Linked DNA regions of Hordeum vulgare: regions 1 and 2 are each linked to region 3. A link is a contact called in public Hi-C data. All regions are on one chromosome and are shown on one strand. Each heading gives the region's core, a stretch centred on a gene start, on an enhancer-like site or on the middle of the called end of the contact. The rest is flanking DNA. Distances are from core to core; before and after follow the strand shown.

Region 1 (3,720 bases), core at 293-2,792, 430 kb after region 3:
CACCCTTCCAATCTATGATACTCTTTTTCAATGTCGGTTGTTGTTCTCGTGCATTTGTTTTATGGGGCCTTAGCACGTCGACTTTTCGATTGTGTACTAAAAAAGTTTTGCCCAACTCCAACGAGGATGGTTCGATGAGGACGACCCGTCTTCGGCTCATTTTAATGCTTGTAGTCATGCCAGATGTTTACGAATCTGGATATATTTTTTTATTACTTTTTGTGTTTGTTATGTTAAGGAGAAAGAAGAATAGATTGGAAGTTTCGATGAAAAAATGGAGTTCACACATTGAATTAAGGACTTCACTAGGGAGCAGCGCTGCATATTAGTTTTCCCGTGCGGCGGCTCCCTTCCATCCATTCCTTGCATGCATGCAACATTACACAAGCATGACATCATTAAATATTCTTTTCATTTTGCATTTAAAAAAGATTTATCTTCCAAACCGTTATCTCAATTAATGATCCACTTTCACCACTGATGTTTTCACGACGAGATTTTTAAAACTAGATTCCATGTCGATATGTTTCAATAATTTTTATTTTCGTTAGTTTTTTACAGATTGCTATCTCTTACTTGTCGTATTATTTTTCACATAGTTCTCACATTAAATCAACTTGGTTATCACGCTTATGAATGTCGATATACCCCACTAAAAAACTTGAATCATTGTACTTGTGCTAGTTCATGCATTTAGTTGCTAGTTCATGCATTTACTTTCTTATTGTTAGTGCTTTAATACGAGTGCGGCGTTTTGGCTCTCGGGTGCATCTGCACCCGGGCCGACGGAAAAAATCAAAACAAATACAAAAAAAATTCAAAAAAATCCAATTTTTTTGCATGTGGTAGATGATTAGATGCGCGAGGCCCGCTCCAATTTTAAGTTTATTTGGGGATCTGAGGCGCTCTCAACAAAAAAGACAAAATCTGGGTCTGTGAAAAAGGTTCACTGTTTACAATTTTTTTGACCCAATTTGTCTTCTTTGCTGAGAGATGCTCGAATGTCCAAATGATGTGAAATTTGGAGCGGACCTTGCGCATCAAATTGTCTACTATTCAAAAAAAAATTGGATTTTTTTGAATTTTTTTAGTATTTCTTTTTATTTTTTTCGTCAGCAGGAGCATCTGAGCCCGTGCTCAGAAACGAATTATCCCTTTAATACCCACTTTTTAGCTTCACATAACATTGCAATGCTTAACAAGTATAAAATTATTGTCTCGATAACTATGTATATTTTTTATGACAACTGTACACTCGTAAGATGACAACTATGATAACATAAATATGGCAACTAGGAACGATGAAAAAAAATCAATGAAATATGTCAACATGAGATCTTATTTTGAAGGTTTCGTCGAGACGAACCTAACAGTAAAGGCGGATCTCCAATCAAATTATTAATTTGTGAGATAAATCATTTTTAAAATTTAAAAAAGCATATAATGCGATTGTGTAAGCATTAGGTAGAAGATTCTTGTATATGCATGAGGCTATGCGAGCTGCATGAAAAAGCTGTGGTGTGGCGCTTTTCTTTAAATTTTCCTATTTTCTAGGTTTTTTCTTCTTTTGATTGATATAGAAGGGGTTTCGTTGTGTTGACTGTTGACTTGACTTTTCTGTATAGATTTGTAGTGACCCGCACCGCGCCACCGCGACACTGTTTGGTTTGTGTTGACTGTGTGCGTAGAGACTGGAGAGGTTGGGAGAGTGAGAGAGAGAGATCGAGATCCATGGCGGAGGGGGTGCTTGCTTCGGTGCTGGCGAAGTTCGGGTCCTCGGTTTGGGGAGAGCTCACGCTGCTGAGGAGCTTCAGGACTGACCTGAGGGCCATGGAGGACGAGTTCGCCACCATCCGGAGCGTGCTCGCGGACGCCGAGGTGCGCGGCGGCAGCGGCGACAGCGCCGTCCGCGACTGGCTGCGCAGGCTCAAGAACCTCGCCCACGACATCGACGACTTCCTCGACGCCTGCCACTCGGACCTGCGCGCCGCCCGCCGCCGTCGGAGCCGGGGCAACCCGGCGTGCGGCTCCGCGGCCACCTGCATCGTCAGCTCCGTCGTCATGGCGCACAGGCTGAGGTCCCTGAGGCGCAAGCTGGACGCCATCGCCGCCGGGAGGGACAGGCTCCGCTTGAATCCCAACGTTTCTCCGCCGGCGCAACCGGTCGCTCCCCCGAAGCGCGAGACCATCTCGAAGGTCGACGAGGCCAAGACGGTGGGGAGGGCCGCGGACAAAGAGAAGCTCATGAAGATTGTCCTTGACGCGGCGAGCGAGGAGGACGTGTCCGTGATCCCCATCGTCGGCTTCGGCGGCCTCGGCAAGACGACGCTCGCGCAGCTGGTGTTCAACGACCGGAGGGCCAACGACGAGGTGTTCGACCTCCGGATCTGGGTCTCCATGTCCGTGGATTTCAGCCTCAGAAGGCTGATCCAGCCGATCGTGAGCGCGACCAAGCGGAAGCGCGATCTGACCAGCTTGGAGGAAATTGCAAACTTCTTGTCCGAGACGTTCACGGGGAAGAAGTACCTGCTGGTTCTTGATGATGTGTGGAGCGAGAACCAGGACGAGTGGGAGCGTCTGAAGCTTCTCCTCAAGGATGGCAAGCGAGGCAGCAAGATCATGGTGACCACACGGAGCCGCAAGGTTGGCATGATGGTGCGCACCGTGCCGCCATTCGTTCTCGAAGGCCTCTCCGATGATGATTGTTGGGAGCTGTTCAAGGGAAAGGCTTTTGAGGAAGGGGAGGAGGATCTGCATCCCAAGCTGGTCAGGTTAGGGAAGGGGATTGTCCAGAAATGCGGCGGCGTGCCGTTGGCCGCCAAGGCTCTTGGGAGCATGCTGCGGTTCAAGAGGAATGAGGAATCATGGATTGCTGTCAAGGACAGTGAGATATGGCAGCTGGACAAGGAGAACACAATTTTGCCGTCTCTCAAGCTTACCTATGACCAAATGCCACCTGGTCTGAAGCAGTGCTTCGCCTATTGTGCATCACTTCCAAGAAACTATGAGATTAACAGGGACAAGCTCATTCAGCGATGGATTGCTCTTGGCTTCATTGAGCCCACAAAGTATGGCTGCCAATCGGTTTTCGATCAAGCCAACGACTATTTCGAGCACTTGCTGTGGATGTCTTTCCTTCAAGAAGTAGTGGAGCACGATTTATCAAAGAAAGAACTAGAAGAAGATCGCAATGTCAAGTACAAGATTCATGACTTGGTGCATGACCTTGCTCAGTCTGTTGCCGGGGATGAAGTCCAGATCGTCAACTCCAAGAATGCCAATGTGCGCGCCGAAGCATGCTGCCACTATGCATCGTTGGGTGATGACATGGGTCCCTCTGAAGTTCTCCGGAGCACACTTCGTAAAGCCCGCGCATTGCATTCCTGGGGTTATGCTCTTGATGTTCAGTTGCTTCTTCACTCCAGGTGCTTGAGAGTACTAGATTTGCGAGGCAGCCAAATTATGGAGCTTCCCAAGTCAGTTGGTAGATTAAAACACTTGAGGTACTTGGACGTCTCCTCATCCCCTATCACAAGTCTGCCCAATTGCATCAGTAACCTCCTCAACCTGCAAACTCTCCATTTATCCAATTGTGGCAATCTGTATGTGCTTCCCAGAGCAATATGCAGTCTTGAGAATCTAGAAACCTTGAATCTTTCCTGTTGCCACTTTCAGACCTTACCAGATTCCATAGGGTATCTTCAAAACCTGCAAAATCTG
Region 2 (3,827 bases), core at 935-3,434, 400 kb before region 3:
ATCTTAAACATGGTGATGATTTGTGGGTAGTTGTTTTTGTTCTCGAGGACATGGGAGAAGTCTTGTTATAATGAATCATGTGAAGTTGGTATTTATTTTTATGATATGTATGTTGTTGCTATCTTTAGGATGGCCATAGTAGGGATTACCATATACTCCCTCTGTCCGGGTTTATTGGGCCCGTGAGCCACATATGTCTGTACATGTTTATTAGACCCGTACATTAATTACATTGCTTTATTACGTGAAATCTCTCCCGTGCATGCATTCTTGCATTGGAGCCGACGCCGGAACCTTGCTAATTGGGCATGGATGCAGGCTGCATGCGCATGCAGGCCGCTGCATGTGCTGCTTTAGTTAATAGCTAGGCATGTTCAATAGGGCAATTAAGAGCAAATTAAGCAGATTTACTCTAGATGTGTGTATGTCCTTGGTCTTTGTGTTTTGGCTTACGGGCCCAATAAAGTCAGACGGAGGGAGTATTAGTATCATACATACGATACTATTATATGATACTATCTTCATAAGGTTGGTTGTAATGATAGTATCATAGATAGTATCATGCATGTCAACTAGTCAATTTTAATGATGTGACATAGAATTAAATAAAAAAAAAGAGATTGAGTATCATAGCATGATACCATATCATATTAAATGTTGTGCTACTATGTGTCATGCATGACAATTAATGAATTATTTTATGATACTAACATATGATACTTTGCATTACGAATATAATGTCATATACTAGTATCATATGCATGATACTAGTATATGATACTCTTCGTTATAACCAGCCTAATGCATAATATCATAAACTAGTACTCCCTCCGTCCCAAAACAAGTGTCTCAACTTTGTACTAGCTCTAGTACAAAGTTATACTAAGCTTGAGACAGTTATTTTGGGACGGAGGGAGTATCATAGATGACCTCATTTATTATCATGCATGACACATAGTAGCATAGCATTTAACATGTTACATTATCTACCTATGTTACTCTATCCTCTCTGTCTTCTTTAATTGTCTACCACATCAGCATATTTGTTAGTCCCAAATACATGATCTATCTAAGTTACTCCCACTATGGTCAGACTTAGTGTTGTCATGTGAACGTTGACTACATGACACTTCACCAGGGTCTATAGCTTCATCAGGGTCGTTGCTCTTGGTTGATTGCTTGCATGCAATTAGGTCTTTGTTTTTTTTCTAGTATTTTGAGAATAGTGGCTAATTAATTAGCTAGTTTCAAGACGTCTGCACGAGCGATGATTTTGACGTGGATCGGTGAAGAAAACTCGGTTGTTAACTAGTAAGTAGATCGAAACATGCCTTAGGCCAGCATGATGCATTGAGTGAGTCCACATATGTGTGTAATTGATGTATACGTATTACCAAGACTAGCAAAAGGGTCGTGCGTTACAACGGGAGAAAAACAATTAAAATCTTCAATGATGTTGATCATATTATGCCTTTAAAATTTTAGGACATTTCTTGAAATGCATGAACATTTTTTGAATTAGCAAACATTTTTTAAATTGCACTCAAACAATAATAAAAAAACTTTTTTTGAAAATTATGGACTTTTATTGTTTTCACCAACATTGTTCTCAAAATTATGGACATTTTTCTGAATATGCGAATATTTTTACAAAAATTCCGAGCATTTTTGAATTCACAAACATTTTATGTTTTCTTCAAACTTTTATTTCAAAATTCTCAGTTTTATAAATTGCAAAACATTTTCAAAGTTCTAAATTATTTAAATTAACAAATGGAACAGAAAAATGAAAATAAAAAACAAGACTAAAAAAAGAGGCACGAACTGTTTTTAAGATTTTTACATGGACTTTTGTTTATAATCATTGAATTTGTTAATTTTATGGACATTTTCTCAAAATTTAAACATTTTTTTGCATATGTAAACATGTTTCAAAACTCCTGAGTAGTTTTTGAATTCTAAAAAAAATATGTTTTTTTGAATATTTTATTTCGAAATTCTTAGTTTCTTAAAATAGGGAAAAGTTATTTGAAGTTCTAAATTATTTAAAGTGCAAAAATAAAATGAAACTGAAAATAAAATAAAAAAACTAAACCAAAAAAACAGGCACCCACGCATGGGCCGGCCCAAACAGGTGCGCTGCATTTTTTTCCAACGCCGAGAGCGTACTATAGGAGTTGCCTACATGGGTTGGCCCTGTCCGGAGATTTTCCTGTTTGAAACGTTTTCTATGACTAATAGGTAGCATTGGTGGATAATTTTAGTCAACTTTAGGAGCAATTTGAAACCAACTTATCTTTTGGACTGCACCGGACCGGGACTGCGGGTTAGTTTCGATTAAATATAGGGGGTTTTATGTATAATGTAGAAAAATATTCGTTCTCTGACTTAAATTTGGACTACGGGTTGATTTCAGAAAATGTCAGGGATTTTTTGTAAAAGTGACACGACGGACGACAGAAGCAGTCGACGCTTTATTATTACTAGCAAATATGCCCGTGCGTTGCAACGAGAAACAAAAACATTACGTCGTAGCCAAATAAGTATGGCTCAATACCCTGATATACGAGCGTCCTCTATTTTTCTATTTTACCAAGATGCCCATCATATTACCACTTATCTTTTTGCCACCCTCATTGATGATAGTCGTGGTGTTCATGTTATCAAATTTTGCCGATTGATGTCCACTTATCTTTTTTTGTGAAATGCATGGATAGTTTTTTACTCAGTGAACATTTTTTGAATCGATGAACTTTATCATAAATGGAGTACAAAATTTGAAATTCGCATTTTCTTGAGTTTCTGTGAACATTTTTTAAAATTTCACACACATTTTCTTTAAATTCACCTATATGTTTTGAATACATGATCATTGTCAAAATCTTGAACGGTTTATATTTGCTAAATATATTTTTCACAACTGTGAACGATATACGAACTGTTCTATAAAATCATCAACATTTTTTAGTCCGTGAAAATTTTATGATTTCCTGAAACCGTTTTTTAAAATTACCAAGCATTTTATAATTTCATGATTTGTTTTTCCAAAACTCGAAACTTTTAAAATATAGAATTTTGAAAATAGTGAATTAATTTATAGAATAAAAAATATTGAAATAAGAAACATTATATATTTTTTCAGAATATATTTGTCAAAATTGTGAATTCTTTTATAATATGCGAACAGCTTTTTGAAAATCATAAACAATTTTGAACGCGCAAACATTTTATGATTTCCTGATCCTTCTTTTAAATTCCTAGACATTTTACGATTTCATGAACATGTTTTCTATGTTTGAATACATGATCATTTTCAAATCATGAATGTTATATATTTTCTGTATATATTTTTTGAAATTCCAAATTCTTTTCAAATATGCAAACGTTGTTTTCAAATCATCAACATTTTTGAATCCCCGAACATTTTATGATTTTCTGAACCTTCCTTGAAACTCCCATCATTTTATGATTTCATGAGGGATTTTTTTTCGAAAATCTAAAGCTTTCTAAAATCATCAATATTTTTTGAATCCGTGAAAATTTAATGAACATTTTGAAAAATTCCGAATTACATTAAAGAAGGCAAAAAATAAATTGAAATAATGAAACAGAAAAAAGATGTATGTTCAGGAATCGAACCTCGAACTCCCCAGGTGATGATCATTTTCAAATCATGAATGTTTTATATTTTCTGAATATATTTTTTGGATATTCTAAATTCTTTTAAAATATGCAAACATTGTTTTCAAATCATCAACATTTTTGAATTCGCGAACATTTTATGATTTTCTGAACCTTCTTTGAAACTCCCAACATTTTATGATTTC
Region 3 (3,910 bases), core at 1,051-3,550:
CTGAGTGTAGGTGTAACTATGAATGGTTACTCTACCTTTCTAGCAGAGTACTACTAAACAAACTTTAATTCTTTAGGAGAAAATACTTATTTGATGTTCAGAAACTAGCAGCAGTTGTAATGCAATATGACATGGAGTTAGGAAGTTATGAACCTTAAGCCAAGCATACTGATCCGAACTTTCATCATAATCCGTATAAGAGCCTAGCATTATAGCATGCACCCCTGCAACCTCAAATGAGTAGTACAAATTTGATGTGGAACCACTCTCTTCATAAGGCATCTTCCATCGTGCATTATATGATTGAAATCCAGACTTGAAAAATGGTATCATCTCCTTTTCATGGTTGCCTTGTGTCACCATCCAAGGCCGGGTGCTAGCAAGTGGCTCGACCAACTCACCAAAGGAATCCCACAAATGTTGCATATAATCAGCATAAGAGAGATCACCAGGAAGTAAAAGCATGTCATATTCACATTGCTTAATGTGGTTTAATGTTGATGTTGTCCAACTGGTCTGCCCAAGATCGCCTACAACAGCCAATGACAACGGGAACTGGGAGGGGGGTGTCTTAAGTTGGAATTCTGAGCCTCGTCCACCGCATCGGTAGTAGTATACAGTGTTGTCTTCAAGAGGTCCAATAACAACATGGTGGATCTTTCCCGAGCTGTACATTAAGTAGCTGTAGGACGTGCTTTCTCCATCAGATGAGGATGTGTATGTGTTGGACTTAGTTCCATAGTCCACAACAGAGGGAACAGAGTTATCATCTGTGACCCATGTAATTCTCATGTGCTTCTCTCCAGATAGCGAAATGTGCACCTGTAAAACATATTAATTATAGCACAGAGTTCAGTAGTTGATGAACTTGTAGTAGCAAAAAATTGTCCAACACCAAAGCTATGAATGAGGACTTTGAAACTGCTGTAGGATAACACACAGGATCTGGTAGAGCTACTTAATGTATGGTGAATTCAGGTAACTTAACATTGTGGAACTAGAAGTGTTTCGGGTATCGGCCCCAACGCAAGAAATAAGTCTGTCTGGGACAGGGGTAGATTAAATTAACTGGAAGGTAAATGATCCTGTGTCTGTGTGTAAGGCCAAACATACTCCCTCCGTCCCAAAATTCTTGTCTTATGTTTGTTTAGAAATGGATGTATCTAAATACTAACACATGACTAGATACATTCATATCTAGACAAAATAAAGACAAGAATTTTAGGACGGAGGGAGTAGATAAAATACTGCTATTGACACGATCAAATACAAAATCAAGATACTATCAATTCAACATAACCTGGAGTATGATTACTTCCATCATCTGTACTTGTGTATGACAAATTGATCAGTTCAATCCAGACTACAGGGCATAATTAGAATAGCACAGACGCAAAGTAGTCTCAACTACTCAATGCCCACACAAAAAACATTGAGCCTCACCAACAAAACACACTACCATCCAAGACTGGAATCAAGATATGTCCAGCAAATTGTCGAACTAGATATATGAGGACAACTAGGCCTCTAATAAGACATCCACAGTTTAGTAGTACTACTAGTTTAAAGCTGCTCTGTTGTATGGTGAATTATAGTAGTACTCCCTCAGTCCCAAAATAAGTATCTCAACTTTGACTTTATACTTGCTCTAGTACAAAGTTATACTATACTTGAAATACTTATTTTGGAACGAACAGAGGAAATACTATTTTCTGGCCGCCGAATAGAGCCACAACACCGAATCGTCGATTCCAGTTACAACTAGACGAAGAAATAACCGTGGAACGATCTAGCCGCTAGCTCGCAGTCTGATCTACAGTAACAAAGAAAGAAAGAAAAAGTCCATTTCTTTTCTTCCCAAAACGTCGCCAATCCCCTTCGGACGGGCCGATTCACCAAGAGCAAAGAGCGCGGGAGGTCACGTCACCTGCTGGGGATCGGAGGCGGAGGCGGAGGCCTTCTTCTTGCTCCAGGGGAAGAGGCCGAGGAGGGCCCTCCGCTGGCCCAGGCGGGGCCGGGCCGGCGGCCGGACGTAGTCCTCCCCGACCGGAGCCCCGGAGGCGGCGGCCGCGCCAACGCAGGAGGACAGGGCGAGCGCGAGGAGGAGCAGGAGTGGGAGGAGCGCGGGCGCGGCCATGGCGGGACTGGGAGGCCTCCTCCGCGCTGCAGCTGCGCCCAGGGGTTCCATCGCGCCGCGACCGCCTGGCTTGCTCAGTGCTCTCGGGTTGTTGGAGGCTTGGAGTCGTGCTGCAAGCAACCTGGTTTGTTCTGTTTTCTTTTCCTACTTTGTGTGAGCGCGTTTGTCACGATTTGAAGACCGACTTTCAGAAAAGATTTTAAGTAGGCCACCTCTTTTTATATGGACTGGTGTCACCTCCTATTCATGATATAATATGGATCGTGCTAAGTCATCCGTATGATAGAAGCAACGACACTGCAGCCTACATGTTCAATGATTAAATGTTGTGACATCTCATTGTACGTACTTACAACTTACAAGCGACGAAACTGATGATGTTAACAAACTTTTTATTTTTTATTTTTAAATATTTTAATTTAAAAAAAAATCAGATTGAAAAACCGTTTTCATCATTAAATCCGACGCAACGAGATCTTTGAAATAGATTTCATATTGATATGTTTCGATGATTATTTTGGTGGTTAAAAATTGTCATGTCTATTGCAAATAAATTATCATCACGATTACACTCAAGTTGTCATGATATATTTCAACTACTTTTTCTTCTACGTTTAAAATAAACTTTGACATGTTATTAAAAAGAAATTAACAAACTAAACTTTCCATGATGAATTACTAAAATTTGTCATGATCCATGATATTATTTTAACATGGTTTATAAGTAAAAATGAAATATATCGTCAGTTATTTAAAAAATGCATGATCACTGGCTTAAATTTGCCATGAACTATAAACTAAAATTGGCATGGTAAACTATTTAAATTTGTCATAATACATGCATTAAAATTTATCATGGTTCATACAAAAAATATTTTTCATGTTCAAAATAATAGAATTGTTATGATCAAAATACTAAAATTGCCATGATACATGAATTAAATTTATCATGGTTAATTACTAAAATTTGACATGGCCAATTAATAAAAATTGTTGCGAAAAGTAGTTGAAATACAATGGTAGGTTTAAATCTAGAAGAAAACACTAAATGAAACATGTCATGGCAGCTTTATTATAAACCCTATGATAACTTTAACGTAAACATGTGGCAACTTGTAGCCTAAAAGAAGTCATCAAAACATATCAATATGTGATGTAGTTTTAAAGATCTCGTCAAGACGGATCTAATGGTGAAAATGGATTTTTAATTGGATTTTTTATTTAAGAGATAAAACATTTTTAAGTCTAACAAAAAAGATTTCGTTGATGTCATATGTTTGATGTGGCAATATGAATGACTATAGAGATATGTGGACCATGTTATCTCGTGCCACACGTATGGACGTTATCATTTAGGTGTAATATTGATTATTTTGGGATTTTATGAGGTTAACATTTGTATGTTTGACGCTGATATTCACCACACATGTGACATATTAGAAATCCATCCATACACTGTGTGTGACATATGCAGGAGGCAGCCCACACGACTCGTATTCGGACGAACATTAGAAATGCACACACGTGTGGGCGCAGCTACTTCGTGCCACACGTCCAACAAGTACTACTCATCCCATCCGCACGTGTCACACGAAGCAAACCTGTCCACATGTCCTGGCGCAGCTATGTTAGTTACTTGTTGGATGGCATGTTAGTTACCCTTGGGGATGCCAACTTTAGATACCCGGAATGGCAAATGTAGTTATAAAAGCATGAAAACTCTTTTTTGATTTGGGTTCACTATAATTACCCATGGAATTACACTTCAGTTAC

Evidence for each region. A called contact is a pair of places that touch in the nucleus more often than the background predicts.
Region 1: a Hi-C map of leaf shows a contact between it and region 3, with 4 times the contacts expected there. The contact joins the promoter of LOC123404646 here to the promoter of LOC123402435 in region 3. A contact is called at or near these places in 3 of 6 Hi-C or Micro-C datasets (leaf and seedling) and 1 of 1 datasets of contacts at active chromatin or transcription factors (embryo).
Region 2: a Hi-C map of seedling shows a contact between it and region 3, with 2.0 times the contacts expected there. The contact joins the enhancer-like site here to the promoter of LOC123402435 in region 3. A contact is called at or near these places in 2 of 6 Hi-C or Micro-C datasets (leaf and seedling).

What each region holds. Positions count from the first base shown.
Region 1 is chr6H:57,303,564-57,307,283 of MorexV3_pseudomolecules_assembly, reverse strand. It overlaps LOC123404646 (disease resistance protein RGA2-like), which reads left to right and starts at 1,542. Exons shown (of 3, transcript XR_006611877.1): 1 at 1,542-3,720.
Region 2 is chr6H:58,133,223-58,137,049 of MorexV3_pseudomolecules_assembly, reverse strand. No RefSeq gene overlaps it. Among protein-coding and RNA genes, the nearest start is that of LOC123404311, 110 kb to the left of the region's middle. Within about 2 kb of position 2,184, at least 1 of the 3 cell types and tissues checked has open chromatin away from gene starts, as enhancers often do. A contact at or near this core is called in seedling, where this site is marked.
Region 3 is chr6H:57,737,209-57,741,118 of MorexV3_pseudomolecules_assembly, reverse strand. LOC123402435 (purple acid phosphatase 18) reads right to left here and starts at 2,300. Exons shown (of 5, transcript XM_045096357.1): 1 at 1,928-2,300; 2 at 154-822. The coding sequence starts at 2,188.